Linked DNA regions of Ovis aries: region 1 is linked to region 2. A link is a contact called in public Hi-C data. All regions are on one chromosome and are shown on one strand. Each heading gives the region's core, a stretch centred on a gene start, on an enhancer-like site or on the middle of the called end of the contact. The rest is flanking DNA. Distances are from core to core; before and after follow the strand shown.

Evidence for each region. A called contact is a pair of places that touch in the nucleus more often than the background predicts.
Region 1: a contact with region 2 is called in a Hi-C map of blood, with 2.2 times the contacts expected there. The contact joins the promoter of ATP5PO here to the promoter of MRPS6 in region 2. A contact is called at or near these places in 2 of 16 Hi-C or Micro-C datasets (both in blood).

The regions. Positions count from the first base shown.
Region 1 is chr1:122,292,631-122,295,330 of ARS-UI_Ramb_v3.0, reverse strand. It overlaps ATP5PO (ATP synthase peripheral stalk subunit OSCP), which reads right to left and starts at 1,407. Exons shown (of 7, transcript NM_001165889.2): 1 at 1,339-1,407. The coding sequence starts at 1,374.
Region 2 is chr1:122,094,464-122,097,163 of ARS-UI_Ramb_v3.0, reverse strand. It overlaps MRPS6 (mitochondrial ribosomal protein S6), which reads left to right and starts at 1,274. Exons shown (of 4, transcript XM_027978027.2): 1 at 1,274-1,314; 2 at 1,585-1,828. The coding sequence starts at 1,274.

The sequences.
Region 1 (2,700 bases), core at 158-2,657, 200 kb before region 2:
GATTACTGATAGTAAAAAAAAGTAAATGGTTCACTTCTTACGTTTCCTTATATCATCACATAGATTATATGAGGCTGAGCTGCTCTTCATCACCCAGGAGTAAATTTCCCCACTGAAGAGTCATTCCAGGCCGAGTGGGAAAACTGCCTTCCCACTATGAGGCTGGCACACGAGTATGGGAGAGGAAACACTAAATTTGAGAAAATGTTTAGTCGCTCAGTTGTGTGTGACTCTTCTGTGACCCCATGGACTGTAGCCCACCAGGCTCCTCTGTCCCTGGGATTTCCCCCCTGTGAGAATATTGGAGTGGGTAGGCATTCCCTTTTCCAGGGGATCTTCCCCACCCAGGGATGGAACCCATGTCTCCTGCATTGGCAGGCAGGTTCTTTACCACTGAGCCACCAGGGAAGCCCAAGTTTCAGGAAGTAAGTCTTAAAAACAAAACAAAACAAAAACTGACAAGATTTTTCAGCATTTATGTTACTACCGCGGAGCATGATTCCAGTAACAAGTGGGACGATTCCAGGCATTATCTGCGAGAGAGATACCTTAAGACTCCAAAAGGTACCTGAAGATGAATTCTCTGGCTACTCCAGCAGTTTTATGTGAGAACAGGCCCCAGTATCTTGCCTACTAAGATACTAACCTTGACATTGTTAAAATGGTATCTTGTCTATCAACAGTTGGAATCTAGAGTTTAAAAAAGCACCCGCAAGGGTATAGGTCACCTTCAAATAATTCCAGAGTGTACTATACAGCTGAGCGGGTTAAAGGACTTTATATAACACCTAGGGAAAACTTACGGAAGGTGCAAGGTGTCATGATATATATACATAAAGCATCGTGAAACATGAAGAGCACAAGTTTGTCTGTGACTCTGTGGGTTCGAATCTCAGTTCTACCCCTTACTCAGTCAAAAACGAGTCATTTAAACTTTCCAACCTCATTTTCTTCATTAAAAATGTAAAACATGTTTTACAAATATTCTTTACTATTACTGTTGACCCAGTAATACTAGTAGTTGTTTAATCACAACGACAAAGATAGATCCCCCTTCTCCTGGGTCTCTCAACCAGCTCCTTTCCGGGGCAGTGCTCGGAGGACGGCAAGGTTAGAAACGAGCGTCCAGCGTCCACTGTGTCCCGCGCGCATCCCGTGGAAAGGAGGGGTCGGGGGAAAACAGGGCCGCCCAGCGTCGCCCCCACTCTCCCGGCCGCACGACCTTGAATGGCCGCTACGCTCCCCAGGTGTGGCCTGGAACTGTGGGACTAGGGGGTCCAGTGCTGGTCACTCCAGGAGGGCTCTTCCCGCTGGCTTTCAGGACCTCCGTCCTCTCACCTGCTGAGACAGCCCGGACACTGCTAGCGCGGCCATCTTCTCCTGGCGGCTGTAGGTCAAACCCGAGTCGGCGAGAGAGACCGAGAGCGCACGCGTGCGTCAGCGTAGCAGCTCAGCCTGCTGGGAAATGTAGGCGTAGGTCGTCAGGCCGCATGCGCGGGGATCTCCCTCAGGCTGGGAGTTGTAGTCCTCAGAAGCGAGTGGTCCTCAGAGCTGGTGGGGGTGGGGGCTAGAGGGCTCGGATAGCACCTGGAAAGGAGATTGTTGAGTTACCTCGTGGCCCTTAGTGTAGAATAGAGTTATTGCCCCTAGTTTTAACTTTCCATTTGGTTAAGTAGGGTGGCATTTGTTCCGTTTCACATTCATCACTAGCATAATTAGCATGTTTACTCTTTCTTCCTACCAGGCCAAAGTGTGTATCAAGTGCAGGTCCTTGCACTCTCTATATGCTGTATACGCAGCTTTGCGGCTCAGGCAGCGGACCCTACACGCCTAATACTTGGGCCGTGACTGCTCCTGCTGACAGCGATCCCCAGTCCACCCCATCTTCCTGAGTACAACATTGACCCCCTTGGTTTGTGCGGACGCTTGAGGTTCTGGTGATTAAATACTTCCTTCTGGGTAGGGCAGAGTAATTAGCTGAGGCTGCAGTCCGTGGGGTCGCTAGGAGTCAGACACGACTGAACGACTTCACTTTCATATTTCACTTTCATGCATTGGAGAAGGAAATGGCAACCCACTCCAGTGTTCTTGCCTGGAGAATCCCAGGGACGGAGGAGCCTGGTGGGCTGCCATCTCTGGGGTCGCACAGAGTCGGACACGACTGAAGAGACTCAGCAGCAGCAGCAGCAGCAGACCTAAAAGTAGAACTGGTGTTTGAGTAAAGTGTGACATTGAAACTGAGAACCCAACACTAGCTTTGGCTAGTTTCTCTGCATTCATAAAAACCTATTTTCAACGCATTTCCCCCATAAATAGAACATTATTTTTAAAATTAATTATTTTATTTGGAGGCTAATTACTTTAAAATATTGTGGTGGTTTTGCCCTACATTGACATGAGTCAGCCGTAGGTATACGCGTGTCCCCCATCCCGATCGCCCCCTCCCGCCTCCCTCCCCATCCCATCCCTCTGGATTGTCCCAGCGCACTGGCTTTGAGTGCCCTGTTTCATGCATCGAACTTGAAGTGAAGTCGCTCAGTCGTGTCCAACTCTGCGACCCCATGGACTGTAGCCCACCCGGCTCCTCCCTCCATGGGATTCTCCAGGCAAGAGTACTGGAGTGGGTTGCCATTTCCTTCTCCAGGGGATCTTCCCGACCCAGGGATCGAACCCAGGTCTCTCCAACTTGGACTGGTCATT
Region 2 (2,700 bases), core at 25-2,524:
CCCATGGATAGTAGCCTGCACCAATAACACACATATAAAAGCCGCATTGTGGTGCCTGGCGCATAGTAAGTGCTCAGTAAGCTTTCCCTATTATTAAAGCACTGAAATGTTGACAAACATCTTGCCTACAGACCCTTTTAATGGGGCAAGCATGGGCAGGGGCGACAGTTGCAGGGGTATCAGGAGCACAGCTTGAGAAAGATGCACTGAGTCCAACTCCTGCCTCAGTTGGTAAAGAATTCGCCCGCAATGCAGGAATCCACCTGTGATGCAGGAGACCCCCGTTCCCTTCCTGGTTCTATTCCTGGGTCTGGAAATGGCAACCCACTCCAGTATTCTTGCCTGGAAAATCCCACGGACAGAGGAGCCTGGCGGGCTACAGCCCATGCGGTCACAAGAGTTGGACACGACTTAGCGACTAAACCACCACCACCACCACCACGTGCCAGGGCGAGCACAGCCAAGGCTGTTGGGCAGTGAGCTGTGTGCATGTTTGGGGGGTGGGGTGGCACTGCGTCCAGGGCACGTACGATCCCAGACGGTTACTAACTGGCCGTCCAAGCTTTCAGCTTGAGTTCTGTAAGTGAACGCCCAGTAAACATTGAAAAGAATATCGGTTTGAGCCGGAGTATTAGCCTGTCCTTAGCAACAACACGTGGGTCAGGCTATGCGCACACAACAACAAATGCCAGTGTGTGCCAGGCATCGTTCTCAGCGGTTTATGAGCATCAAGTCACTCGGAGGTTATCACGGCCCCTAGAAAGTAGGTGCCCTTCACAGCCCCCTTTTATCCAGGAGCCGGCCCCAAGGTCAGGCAGCCCGCGAGGGATGGGGCGAATAGGGGAGCCCTCCAGCCACTGCCGGCTCCGAGCGCCCACTTTCCCCGGTGAAGGGGTCCCGGGAAGCCGCCCCTGGGCAGCCACGCTGGAAAAGGAGAGCTTGAAGGCAAGGGCGCTTAGGGCAGCCCACCCAGGTAGCTCCCCCTGCGGAGTAGGGGGTGGTGGTGTGTGGTGGGGGGGGGGGCGCAGATCCAAGCCGCAGAACGTTCCAGAATCTGGGTGAGCGGCCGGGGGTGGGGCGGGGGTGCGGGGAAAGAGAACCCCGTGTCCCGCAGACATTCCCGCGCGGAGAAGCGTGGCCGTGGACCAGGCCCCTCGCGCCCCGGAATAGGGACGCACGCGCGCGCGCGCGCGCGCACGGACCGCACCGCACCGCACCGCACCGCAGCGCACGCGCACACGGGGGGGCAGGCTCGCCCGCCGCCCAGGACGAGATGGGAGGCCTGGAAAGTTCCAGCTGGTTCGAGAAGCATACGTAGCCAGCGCGGCAGCAGCAGGGTCGGGGGGGTGGCGATCGGTGGCTGCTGGCGTTTTCCGGCCGGAGAGACCCCGCGGCGCATCTCCGCTCAGTCGCGCGGGCCCTGCCCAGGGACTGGGGGCTGGGGTGGGGCGGGAAAGGGGCGGGGGAGGGTCCCCGGTGGGGGCCGCGCGCCGCTGAGAGCCGGGCTTTTCGATGGGGGCGCGGCGCGGCCGCCTTAAGGAGGGGGCGTGGCCTGGCGCCCTGTGGGGGGTGTGGCCCGCCGAGGGGGCGTGGCAGCCCGTCTGCGCAGCTGCCAGCGCCTTTAAGCCCGGGCTCGCGCGGCCGGAGCGTGCTGTCGCCGCCCGGGAGCCTTCCGGCCCAGTCAGTCAAGCCCGTCAGCTTCTCCGCGCGGGTCAGCCCACCCCCGCCCTCCGGTGTCCCGGGAGCCGGCTCGGTGCGGAAGCCACGCGCCGTCCTTTCGGGCATGCCCCGCTACGAGCTGGCTTTGATCCTGAAAGCCATGCAGCGGGTAAGTGACCTTCCCACCGCCTCCCCCACCACCTCATCTCTCCTCAGAGCCCGCCTTCCCCGCTAGGCCGCCGCCGCCGCCCCTTCCCTCAGTCCCCGCGCGGCCGGAGGTTGAGGGGGGAGGCGGGGGGACCGGGGCGGCGGGCGTACTTGCTTGAGGGGGCGCTTGTGGAGGGGGGAGGCCCCCGCCGGCCCGGCGAGGCCGCGTGCGCGCGGGAGGCGGGGGTGTGCCGGCGCGGGAGGGTGTGTGCCTCGCACGCGGCCTCGCCGGGCGGGCGGGCGGGCGGGCGACGGGAGGTGGGGGGACGGGCCGGCCCTCGGGATCCCAGTGAGAAGGTCCGCGGGGAGGACACGCGCCAGCGCGGGCCCGGAGCCCGGGGCCCCCCGCGCGCCCGCCGTCGCGAAGCTGCCTCGTCGCCGGCCCCGCTCCGCCGCCTCCCACTCGCCTCAGACTGCCTCCGCCGCCCGCCGGCCCGCCCGCCTTCCACTGTAGTGCCCGCCGGCCGCCCCAGAACCGTCCGTGCTCAATAAAGCCTTCTCCAAAGCGTGTGTGTGTGTGTGTGTGTGTGTGTGTGTGTGTGTGTGTGCGCGCGCGCGCGCGCGCGCGCGGTTGTGTCTGGACTACTGTCGCGTAGAACCGGCTCTCACGTTAAAAAAAAAAAATTCTTTGACTTTCTCTTTTTCTGACTTCAGCGGCAGTCCTACTCCGGGTGCCCTTAGCCCAGTTTTCATTCATCCAAGTTGTGGCCTTATTATTTTTTATTTTTGCGCCTTCCGGAAGAAACTTGTCTTCCCCCCCTCTTCCCCCCGCCCTGCTTTTGATTGCTCTTGAGGTAGGGGATTTCAGATTTGGAGGGATGCTAAGCGATCCTG